2 separate regions of the Mus musculus genome follow, and region 2 is linked to region 1. The links are chromatin contacts, called in public promoter capture Hi-C maps. All regions are on one chromosome and are shown on one strand. Each heading gives the region's core, a stretch centred on a gene start, on an enhancer-like site or on the middle of the called end of the contact. The rest is flanking DNA. Distances are from core to core; before and after follow the strand shown.

Evidence for each region. Promoter capture Hi-C pulls out the DNA fragments that hold promoters and counts their contacts.
Region 2: a contact with region 1 is called in a promoter capture Hi-C map of erythroid cells, with 262 times the contacts expected there. The contact joins the promoter of Mns1 here to the promoter of Aqp9 in region 1. A contact is called at or near these places in 2 of 39 promoter capture datasets (erythroid cells and hippocampal neurons).

Annotation. Positions count from the first base shown.
Region 1 is chr9:71,158,899-71,165,137 of GRCm38.p6, forward strand. It overlaps Aqp9 (aquaporin 9), which reads right to left and starts at 4,391. Exons shown (of 6, transcript NM_022026.3): 1 at 4,075-4,391. The coding sequence starts at 4,185. Gm32714 (a long non-coding RNA gene) reads left to right here. Exons shown (of 3, transcript XR_870898.3): 3 at 604-746.
Region 2 is chr9:72,436,246-72,442,251 of GRCm38.p6, forward strand. It overlaps Mns1 (meiosis-specific nuclear structural protein 1), which reads left to right and starts at 2,284. Exons shown (of 10, transcript NM_008613.3): 1 at 2,284-2,434; 2 at 2,995-3,216. The coding sequence starts at 2,432.

The DNA of each region.
Region 1 (6,239 bases), core at 3,141-5,640:
ACCTCTGCCATCTTTCCAGTGTTCTCCTCCCAGGCCATGTAAGTGGGCAAATCTTTACTAGAAAAAGCCAGGCAAGATTTGCATTTGCCGATAGATCTAAAATAATGTATTGGGGTGTCCTTACACAGAAGTATGTGGTTCCAACAGCAAGGACTCTCTCTGTCTGGGTTTGATGGAGAAATGAGCTGAGATGGATTTCAGTAAAATATCTCCTGATAAAACTGGCCACTGAGTGGGGGGGAAGCTGAGACTGGAGATCCAGTAACAACCCTCAGAACTGCCTTACATGTACAGACTTTAGAGGGAGGGGTGCCTGAGCTGATGGGGGGAGGGGTGCCTGAGCTGAGGGGGAGGGGTGCCTGACTTTAGCAAATCAATGAATGTAATAGACAGTATGTGAGCGTGTACTTTAGAAGGCTAAACCACTGCACCATTCTACCACGGGGCTGCTACATGCTAGGAGCTTAGCAACTTGGGAAGAGTACTAGACAGACTGGACTCTGCACGAGGCTGACCCTCCTCTCCAGGGCGGCACCTGTCATCCAACTGTCAGGGGATTTGTCGTTTAAAAACTTACACTTCTTATCTGCACTTCTCTTTCAGGCTTACACAAAACAGAACTCGACAACTAAAGTTCTATATTATACCAAGCTTTACTTTAGCAAATAACTATACGATGTAAATTGGAATTCATCATTCATGACAGAATTGCCTTTGGCCAGAATAAAGTTCATTTTTCTACCATGCGGCGTTTAGCTGTTCCGTGTCTAGCTTCTGCCCGAATTGTTGGTCTGTGTGGGTGAAACTCTTCTCATTCCATGGAAGTCAACACAGAACATGGTGACCACAAATCCATGGAGTTAACTCCCCATCAGTAATCAGACAGTCTAGTTTGCAGTTGACATCAATGATACTCAACAATGGCACAGTGTGAGTGGAGACAGCATCGGGATCTACTGGGTGAGCACTGAGGCCTCAGAGTGACCTTCCCCCACTGCAGATACCTTCTGTAAACTCCAGGTTGTTTGAACTGTACTCCTGACTGATCGATTCTGACTTGAAATTCCTACAACTCTCTCCTTGGGTTTCCATTGGTCAACTTGTGCATTTCACAGAACTCGAGGGAGCCCTGAGTTCACAGGTTTATTCTAAAGGATTCCGTGAGGCGTACAAAGGAAGAGAAGATTGAGGAATAAGAGGAGACATGCAGGGTCTACATCCACCCTCTAGGACCCTCTGCCTGTTTGGCTGTCTTTTCAACTTTATATGGAGACTTTTTACTACAAAGACAAGGCTGAAGCATGAAGGTCAGGTGAAGGTCAGAACATTGTTCAAGGCCATATAACTAGGTTAGGGCTAGAGGGCATAGCTCAGAGGGAAAGTGTCTAAATACCATGTACACAAAACAAGTTAATAAAACTCACTGAGTGGGAAGTCAGCAAGCTTGTCTTTCGAGATTCTTCTCTGTCCCTCTTGGCAATGACATTCCTTCTTCCAGGCCATGAGGATGGGCCTTTCTGAAATGAGGGTCTTATGACCTATTATCGAGGGTCTTATGACCTATTATCACACGGGCTGGTTCCAGGAAATTGTTTTACAGCAAGCTTGAAAGGGGCAGGGGAGGGTGGAGATTGAGAATTTCTAGCCTTGGAAAAGGCGACCTCAAGTCTCTGGAGCCAGCCTTAGGGAAGGAAGCAGAATGATAGGAGCAAGAGGGAGATGGCTCAGGACTTCATGATCTCAAGGGTGAATGGCTAGAAGCAGTTTTCATCGTCTTAATGTGCAATGGGATTATGAAACTGATTCTTGAGTCTTTTTTTTTTTTTTTTTTTTTTTTGGTTTTTCTGAGACAGGGTTTCTCTGTACAGCCCTGGCTGTCCTGGAACTCACTTTGTAGACCAGGCTGGCCTTGAACTCAGAAATCTGCCTGCCTCTGCCTCCCAAGCGCTAGGATTAAAGGCGTGCGCCACTACGCCCGGCATGAAACTGATTAAGAAAGAGGGAAGGGCTTTAAAACTTTTTCGGTTGTAGAAAAGGAAGTTGAGCAGCCCTCCCCTTTGTTTTCTGCACTGAGAGGTGATTCAGGCTCTGCTTCAATTCTCTGCTTAAGTCATTTCAGGCTCAAATCAGACTGTGCTGGCAACTCCTTCTGAAGGTCAGATTTTCAAACATCAACAGTGAGCCAGGCTGGGTGTGGAGATGCACGCTTTTAATCCTAGCATCCTGGAAGCGGAAGCATGTGGATCTCTTTGAGTTTGAAGCCAGCCTGGTCTGTAAAGTGAATTCTAGGCCAACGGGAGCTAAGTAATGAGACCCTAATTTAACAACGAGAACACTCCCAAGCATCTCCACATCTGGCTGGGGCAATCTTCCAGGAAGCTCTCACTGGAAAGATAACTTGGGGGCTTCCCCCTCCCTTTTCTTCTAACCACCCAGACCTAAGTCCTGACCCTGACCATGGTGAGAAAAATAAGGAGCTTCCGGACAGCGAAAAGAAAGAAGGAAAAGAACCCTCCAGTCCTGACTCAGCCTACACATCCTGCCCCTTTCCTTCTCAATGATCCAAAGCCAAGGATAACATGCACACTTAAAGACAGTCCTCTAGAATCTTGAGAAGCTGGGCTGGAGAGATGGCTCAGCGGTTAAGAACACTGACTGCTCTGCTAGAGGTCCTGAGTTCAATTCCCAGTTACTACATGGTAGCTCACAACCATCTGTAATGGGATCAAGGCATTCTTCTGGTGTGTCTGAAGACAGCAGCAGTGTACTCATATAAATAAAAGAGAGAAATATTTGAGAACGAGAAGCTGAAATTATACCTGAAGTAAGAGTCTCCCTGTCTCTCTGTCTCTCTCTCTGGCAGGTGTGTTTTCTAAAAAATTAAATAAGCCGGGTGTGGTGGCACACACCTTTAATCCCAGCACTCGGGAGGCAGAGGCAGGCGGATTTCTGAGTTCCAGGCCAGCCTGGTCTACAAAGTGAGTTCCAGGACAGCCAGGGCTATAAAGAGAAACCCTGTCTCGAAAAACCAAAATAAATAAATAAATAAATAAATAAATAAATAAATAAATAAATAGATAAATAGAAATAAATAGCTGTCCCATTTTAAAAAAAGCCTGAGGCCAGGGCTCACACCAGTTCAGAAAGTAGCAATAGTTTCTGGTCTCTGTTTTATTCTTTGTTTTGTTTGTTTTCATAGCTGAGCCAATCTCTTTTTGAGATTCTTAGGCCTGTCCATGTTTAACTCTATGAAGTTCAATTTAAAGACCTTGAGAGATTTGCTCAAGTCAAGTTCAATCAAAAGGGAGAAATTATATGAAACCAACACAAGGCTACACACACACACACACACACACACACACACACCATACTAACCCCAAGTTCTGATTTACTAAGTAGGTCCGGTGAGATGACTCACGAGATAAAAGTCCCTGTTGCCGGGCCTGATGACCTGAGCTCCATCCCTAGAGTCCACATGGTGGAAGGATGGTGGAAGGAGAGCTGACTCCAGCAGGCCATTTTCAGATGCACTTGTGTGCATTGGTGCACACACATAAATAAATAAATAAACAAACAAACAAACAAATAAATAAAACTGCCAGGCCATTTTCAGATGCACTTGTGTGCATTCGTGCACACACACAAATAAATAAATAAATAAATAAACAAACAAACAAACAAACAAAACTGCCAGGCACCTCTCTTGGCAGCCTGTTCCACGCTATCTATTGACCATTAATGTTTGTTTCAGATGACTCAGTCACCAAATGGGAAGCAATGTCTAGCAACTCTTTCATCATAAAAGCCACTTTGAGACATTTTAAAATGAAGAAGTACTCCCCTTCCCCCTTCTCCACTCCTATCAACTGTCTTGGCTACACGTTAAGAGCGAACGAAGCTCTTAATGGTCACCAAATAGTCAAGTAACCTAGAAAGTGACTTGCTGCCTCCTAGAAGGGACTGGAACTGATAATCAGGGAAAACAAAAAAACAAACGCCCTGCTCCAGACGCCTGGCAGCCAGGAAGGCGGGGTTAGGTCTGAACTGGGAAAATGGAAATCGAGCAATACTCACAATCATTATAAAGGTGCCCAGGAACTCAGAGAGTGTCTCCTTAGCCAGACAGCTCTTCAGGGCCAGCCTCTGCACGAGGTTCTTCTTGGCTCGGTCCTTCTCAGAAGGCATCTTGGGGTTTCTGCCAGAGGTAAGCTTTCCACCAAGGTCTGCTCGCTCAGTTTCCTGCCTTCACTACCACATGAAAACCAAACCAAACAAAAAAGAATTTTAAAAAAACCAAGCTCACTTAGCTCTGCACGGATCTCTGGAGGCGACTAAAGAGATACCTGACTGTGTCAGAGAGCCTGTCCTAATTAGGAACTGTGACTTAATCCTTGTCTGCCTCTGCTGTCAGCCCCTCCCTCCCTCCCAGCTCATTGCTATTTGTTTGCATTAATGAGTTATAATTCCAAATCCTCAAAATGACTCTTTTTGTACTTGACAGATTAATCATTACCTTTATTCTCTGTTCTCTGGCTACTTTTTCTCTGTTGGCTTTCTTTCTTTTTTTTTTTTTTTTCCAGGAGATGAGAAAAGAGATGCTACGTTGGTTGGGTTGCCAAACCAGAGATGGGCCTTGGTCCAGAAGAGATTTACCTGTTACACAACTTCAGCCTTCTGATGATTTGTTTTCTCCTATTCGGAAGTGGGCAGTTTGGGTGTAATTTAGAATAGTTCAATCAGGTATAGACACCTTCACTGTGAACATTCTCTCCTGAAGGTTTTCTTCCAAACTGGAGAGTGTAAGGGAAAGAGACTAGGCTGGCTCTAGTAGTGCCTCGGGGAGTTCATGGGACTGCTGGAGTCTTTCTGAAGGGCTCCAGAAATAACTAAATTAACTTATGGAAGGGCAGTTTAAAGGCTCCGAAATGTAAGTTTATGGGGCATTGGGTTAGTGCTGCCTTTAATCCCAGCGCTGGGGGTAGGGTGGGGGGTGAGGTGTGTGTGTGTGTGTGTGTGTGTGTGTGTGTGTGCAGAGACAGGTTGATCTCTGTGAGTTCAAGGGCCCAGCCTGGTCTACATGAGTTCCAGGACAGTTGGGGCTATATAGAGAAACCCTGTCTTGAGAGGAAAAAAGGGGGGGGAGGAGGGAGGGAGGGAAAGAGGGGGGAGGGGAGGGGAGGGTGTTAAGGTGTTTATGGGACAAGATGGGAACTCCCTCTTGTTCACTGAAGTGGTCTCCCTATCTGGTAAACAGAGTTTAGGATTCAAGAATCAGAAAGATAGAGAAAGCAGAGGACTGGAATTCTAGCCCTCTGACCAGTCAATCCCATCCCAGTTAAAGAAGAGAGGAGTAACTATGCCCCACTAAGGTATCTAGTTTAAATCTGATGAATTAACATCCTCACAGGCAACAGACTACATCTTATAATAGCTTCTTGACCTGATCAATAAGCAAGCCCTGATTTCCAAAGCTGGTTTGTCTGAAAAGACGGAATTGGAGGCAGTAGTCTCTAAACACCCCCAGGCAGTCCACTGACTTGAACCCATGCTATGCTCCCTCCCTCCCTCCCTCCCTCCCACCCTCCTTCCCTCCCTCAGAGCAGCCTGCCCAGTTCCCAGTCTTCTTTGGGGCCCTCCTCTACCTTTGCAGGAGGCCCTCAATCATTTCCAGCTGAGGAGGCAGGCTGGAAGGGGTGAGGGGAGGCTGTGAGCAGAGCAGCTGGGAAGAGCCCAGAGGCAGGATCAAACACCTAAGCTGCAGGTAAAGTTTACAGTTCAGACCGAAGAGGTCAATACTATAAATTTAAAAAATAAATAAATAAAAAACAATCTAGCATTTCGACTTTAATTCCTGATTAAATGGTCATGATGAGGATGTAGCTGAAACACCCAGAAGTTTGCTTTAACTCCTGGTTAGGTGATCATGGATAGCTTTGTCTTGGAGAGTTTCCTATGACCACATTATGCCCAAGTCCTGGTGGCTCGACCAGAGGAACAGGACTTTATTGCTCTGACTTCAGCTAATAAGACACAAAGCGTGTTCTTCAGAGTCCACGCTCACTCACCTGACAAATATTTATGGCATACTTGCTGTGTGCCAAGCACTGCCTGTAGCAAAAGCACGGGGCAGTCTTGCTTGTCACAGGGCTGGCTATGACGGAGACCAACATTAGACACAATCACACAGGGACACGAACAGACAACTCCAGCCGAGGACACATGCTCTGCCGGCGGGGGCT
Region 2 (6,006 bases), core at 1,034-3,533, 1.3 Mb after region 1:
CAGAGTGTTTTTATCACAGCAACAGAGACCAAACTTGGATTATACAGAACTTCAAAAATCAATAGCATATATACAAAACCTGATTTAAAAATAGGCAATGGAGCTGGGCATGGTGGCACACACCTTTAATCCCAGCACTCAGGAGGCAGAGGGAGGCGGATTTCTGAGTTAGAGGCCAGCCTAGTCTACAAAGTGAGTTCCAGGACAGCCAGAGCTATACAGAGAAACCCTGTCTCGAAAAACAAAACAAAACAAAAAATGGCAATGGGCCTAAGCAGTCACTTCTAACAACAATAAATAATAAAAGATAATATGAATAAAATGAAAAACAAACAATAAAAGAGGCCACCGTTAAAATGTATCCCTTTCAACATCACTAATGAATAATGATCCAGGACACAAAAGCCAAACCTGCAATGAGTAGATATCACTTCACCCCAGCAAGAATAGTTTTCAAAAATATTAAAAATAAAAAACATTGTTGGGAGTACTGAGAAAAGGGAACACATGTATGCTGTTGGTGGAATGTGAATAAGTGTGGCCATTATAGAATACTAGACTAAGGTCCCCCAGAGTTAAAATAGAACTACTGCCTCCTCCCCCCCCACCGTAATCTATATATCCACAGGATATGGAATCCGCATGCGGAAGGCCTCTGAATGCACACGTTAGTTGCAGCTCCATTTACAGTAGTCAAGTCCTGGTTATATCCTGTGTCCATCAGTGAATAAATGGACAGAAGAATAAGATTCAACCACAGGGAAAAACAAAGTCTTACCATTTCTGACAGTGTGGATGGAACTGGAGAGATCAGCTGAAATAATAATGGTGCTACAGATATTGCTCTGCCAGAGTGGGGCTGGGGAGATGGCTCAACGGTTTGGAGCGCCGCCTATTCCTGCAGATTACCCGGAGTTTGGGAACCAGCACCCACATGACAGCTCCAGTAACCTACCTCCAGGAATTTCTAACTCCAGTTCTAGGGGAGCTGATAACATCTTCTGGTCTTTGTGGGCATCAGGCACATAATGGCGCATAGACACTTTATTTACGTAAAGTTAAATCTCAAAAAGTTCTTAAGAAAAAAAGATAAAGTATGATTGTGAAAACACGTAGAGTCTTTAACAATGTTGATTTCACAGAAACTGTAAGCAGATTGGTGATGACAGGGGCTAGGGCAGGGGGAAATGGCGAAGGGCTAGACTGCAGTTAGCAAAATATAGTCAGAAGTACAGGGGTGCACAGCCAGGTGGGGGTGTAGGATGGTAATATGCTGTACATTACAAAAAAAAACCACACAGAGGAAAAGATTGTTTAACCCTAAAGAAATATTTTGATGTTTACTGATTTAAATATTATACAATGCACCAGGATGTTCCATGATATTCCACAAGACACAATTTTTGGTTTTAATGTATTAGCTAAAATTTAAAGTTACACAAACCACATTCTTAGTAGAGTTCCAAGGGATTGTTAGCTGCATCCTAAGTCCAAGAATGCTTTGCATTATATGCTTTGCCCCACAGTCAGTTTCATATATGATTTATTTTTGGTTTTTTGTTTTTTTTGAGACAGAGTTTCTCTGTATAGACCTGGCTGTCCTGGCTCTGTAGACCAGGCTGGCCTCGATCTCAGAAATCTGCCTGCCAAGTGCTGGGATTAAAGGCGTGCGGTGACTATTATCATTATTGTTACTAATGAATATGGGGGGGGGGGTCTAGACCACAGTGGGTGGTGCCATCCCTCGGCACGTGGTCCTGGCCTTAGAGAGCACTGGGATTGCAAGTATGCATCCACACCTGTTCCGTTCCGTTTTCACGTGCTCTCCAGTCTCACACTCCGCTAGCGATCCAGTGGCTTCTGTTCCAGGTAAGTAAATAGGTCTCGTCCGTGTCTCTAAGTTCTCAAAATATTTCATCTCTAAAATGAGTGTATCAGGGATGGAGCAATGGCTCGGTAGGGGGCCCTGCTGCTCTTTTGGAGGGCCCAGCACCCACGTTAGGCAACTTGCTACCGACTGAGGATGGTAGAGGGGCACCATCCCTCAGTCCACTGCAGTGACAAGTCCGAGCTTATTGGGGTTCCTTGGGGCTTTAGCTGGGCTCCAGACCGCAGAGATTAGCTCCCTTCGGATGTAAACGGCTCCCGCTAGGGCAAAGCGTCCGAACTTCGCGCTTTTGGCTTGGTCCTATGGAAGGAGCGCTCCTGCCTGGCAACGAAGACTCTCCGTGCTGATTGGATATTGTGCCAGCCAATGGGAGGCCGCGTCCCTCTTGGGCGGGCGGTGCATTTTTGGCGGTTGCCGGGACACAGCTTAAACTTAACCCAGCGTGCACAGGTATCCGCTGCCGTGGCTGCTGCTCCGGAAGACGCGTTTGCAACTGAGGCAGAGACCCATCCTGCCGGAGGAGGAGGTTTAAAGCCAACCGAGATGGTAAGCAGCTCGGAGGCCGGGGGAAGGGTCGGTCAGGGACTTTCAAACTGTTTATTTGTAGTCTTGAGCTCTCTGAAATACAATTTGAAGTGCGTAATCCGAGAGGTCAGTGAGAAACTTCGATTTGCTTACTAGAAGGTTCTGGGTTTTTTTTTTTTTTTTTTTCCAGGAACACTCCAGGCATTTCTGCACCTTTCCCCCTCTCATCGAAATAGATACATCTTTAAATCTGCTCTGTTGTGGGTGGGGGGAAAGGCAACTCTCTGGTGGTAAAGCTGCAGCTGGAGAGCATCCGCATCGCACTCACTGACGCTGTTGAATTTTAATTTAACTTTTCCTGCTTCCACTACAAAACAGGGACTATTAGTAGTACTCAATCAGTACGCCGTTAAGTTTACATTATCATATTTAAATATTAATTAGTATATCCTGAATTAAAGCCAAAGACCTTTTATACTGTTACCTATTTTATAGTGTTTATTATAGGGATTTTCAGCAGTATCTTTTTGAAAGAAGAATATTGAATTCTGTGTATTTCCCTTTCCCCCTCGCACTTGTAGGCGACCAAAAAGAGAGCTTTGAGCTTTAGTGAAAAGCATCAGAAGTTAGTAGATGAAAAATTCCGCAAATCATTGAACATACAAGTCATGAATAAGTTAGAGAGGCAAGCCAAGAACCAAGTGGTGCAAAATGAAAACGACGAGAAGGTGGAACGCCAGAGGTTCCTCAGAGTGCTGCAGAATGAGCAGTTTGAGCTCGACATGGAAGAAGCCATCCAAAAAGTAAGTTGCAATGTCCTTGTTAGTTTTCTTTCCTTGGAAAAGGTGAAAGATGGCTGTCAGCCCTGCCTGGAGTTGAGGAAATACAGAGAGCTGGGAACTGACTGAATCCTTTGGAGTCCTGGTTATTTTAGCTGAAGAACGTGGTGTCAGTTGGTCAGTTTGCATGCTTTTAACAACGAGCAAATCGAAAGACTTTAGAATAGCATTTGGCAAGAATATCCATTTTTGTTTTTAAACATAAGCATGAAATCCGTAATTGTTAACATCACAGTTTTGTTTATGTGAGTGCAACCGTGTTGCCTTCTCTACATTTCTAATAAGAAATTTAAGAAATTCCTTCCTTTCTAAAAATTCATGACGTTAAACATAGACACTATTAAAGTGGTAGGAGATGGACATATGTGTGAGATGTACACTTACTCATATTTTTAATTTTTGAAGAATTCAGTTATTGAATGCGTGTGTTTACATCCTGCTCTGCTGGCTAAATCTATCATGAGTATTTCTAAATATTTTTTAGGAGATTGCAGTAGAAGAGGAAACAGACAGGAAGTGAGACAAGTGAATTTTCTCCTAAGTGTGAAAAGAACGTCCCCTGTTTTGTTGTGTTTTGAGCACTAGCGTGCGGTTATGTCCAGGATTTTGAGGGTGGATCTGGAAATAGCAAAAGAAAGGCTTAAAAGTGTGTCGGCTTCCTTCTGTCCTAAGTTCCAGTAGCATAGACCTGACCCTTTAATTCTGAACAGGAAAACCCTGGCCTCCCATCTTTTTATTCTTATTATGTCTTTAAGGAAACTCCCATATACCCTAACTCTGCCTAGCAACCATTGGTCTATCTGATGAAGTGGGGATGTTTTCTTTCGAGTGTTGTTCTGATGTCATCTTCTCATGATAGATGCCTCTAAGCAAAATTCTGTACTATGCTGAAATCTGTCCTTAGCGTTGGCTTCTTTTAATCAGGACCAGGCAAGGTTCATACAGCGTATATAGTTTTTATGGCCAATGTTTTGTTAATATGAACTTCATCGATGCATCCTTTATTAACTTCCTGTGTTTAACCTAATGAAGATATCAGGCCTGTTATCTTCTAGATGCGTGTGGTTTTATATCTGTCTGGTTTCTTTGGTGTGTGCCTTTATCTTTCCCATAGTCTCAAAAGGCAGTTAGCCAGGAAGACTTGATTAGATTGCAGTTCATCTTATACTGGGGAGGAAATAGTGACTTTTTTAATGAACTTGTTTCTGCATATGTTGGGATTATTTTAAAGTTTTGTCCTCTTTGATTTTTTATTTTCTCTTTAAAAATATGTCTTTTTTTTTTTTTAAATATCTTTATGGGGCGGGAGCAATGGCTCATCAGTTAATAGCACTTGTTACTTTTGCAGAGGACCCAGGTACAGTTCTCAGCACCCACGGGGCTGTCTGTAACTCTCTTTCCAGGGGTTACCACACCCTCTTCTGGTCTCTGTGGGCACTAGGCACACACATGGTGCATATACACAAATGCAGGAATAACACCAATACACATTAAAATAAGTATTTTTTAAAACAGATCATGAAATATCTTTATGAGATCAGAACTCAAGAATTCATGTATAATTGCAGTTTTTTCCCTGACAGTACTGGGGATTGAACCTAGGACGTCATGCACGCAAAGGCAAGCACTCTACCACTAAGCTACAGCCCTAGCCTCTGTTATTTACTGTCTTGAGGACAAGTTAAGAAAGTAATTCCTCCTCCCCCCTCTCTTCCCCCCCCCCACCCTTGTGTAGTGGGGAAGAGGACCATTAGCAGGGGTCCCATTTCCTCCTCCTATCATGCTGGTCCTGGGGATTGAGTCCAAGTCTTGGGCACACTTGCCTCCACCCTCCCCTCCCTTCCCCGCCTCGAAACCTCCCCCCTCCCCCAGCCATCTTATCAGGGGCCTGGTATTTCTTTGATCCTCCAATCATTCTGTCCTTGGCCAGTGGGTCCTCCTGTGCTGCTTCTGTGCTCTTTTGACAAAACAGCCTCTGATCTTTGATAACTTTCTTGCCTTCTGTTGGCTTGATCGGGCCCTGAGCTAACCTTTTCTGGGTGTTTTCAGATAAGAGTGACACCAAGTCAGGCTGAGTGAGCAGTTTACCCTCCGCATGAGGGAGGACCTCATTCTGCCAGTTGAAAGCTTGGTAGAACAAAGAGGCTGAGAGTTACCAAAACAGCCAATTCTTCCGACCAGACCCCTTCAAGAGGAGATATCTGCTTCAGGGCTTTTGATTTTTTGTTTTTTGCCTTGGACTCTGATTGTAACACTGTCTCTTCCTGTGTCCTAAGCTCACTCTTGTTAGTTTGGACAGGAAGTACAGCATTTCATCTACTGGGTCTCAGATGTAAGACTCGGAATAGAGTGATGTGGTTGGCTTTTCAGCTTGTGGGCTTCCCTGCAGCTCCTGGGGCTTGCTGGCTTGCTCATCACACAGGGCTTGTTTCAGCAGGCCTTGTGCCACACCAGTTATGCCAAAGTCAGAGTGATCACTAGTTCCAGATTATCATACCTCTGGGACCTTTTGGTGAACAGACCTAGGAAATATACACATTATAGCTTTTTATTTTGAGGCAAGATGGGATTGATCAAAGAGATAAAAAACTGTATAGAGATTTCATAAACCCCTTGCCTGGCTTCTTATGCCAGAGTCTTACATAGAAGATGAAACCATGAGATTATCACCACAGAGCAGTTCACCTTCCTACTGTTCTGTTGACTGAACTTGAGGGCTTTCTAAGTACGTGGGTTTTTTTTTTTTTTTTTTTT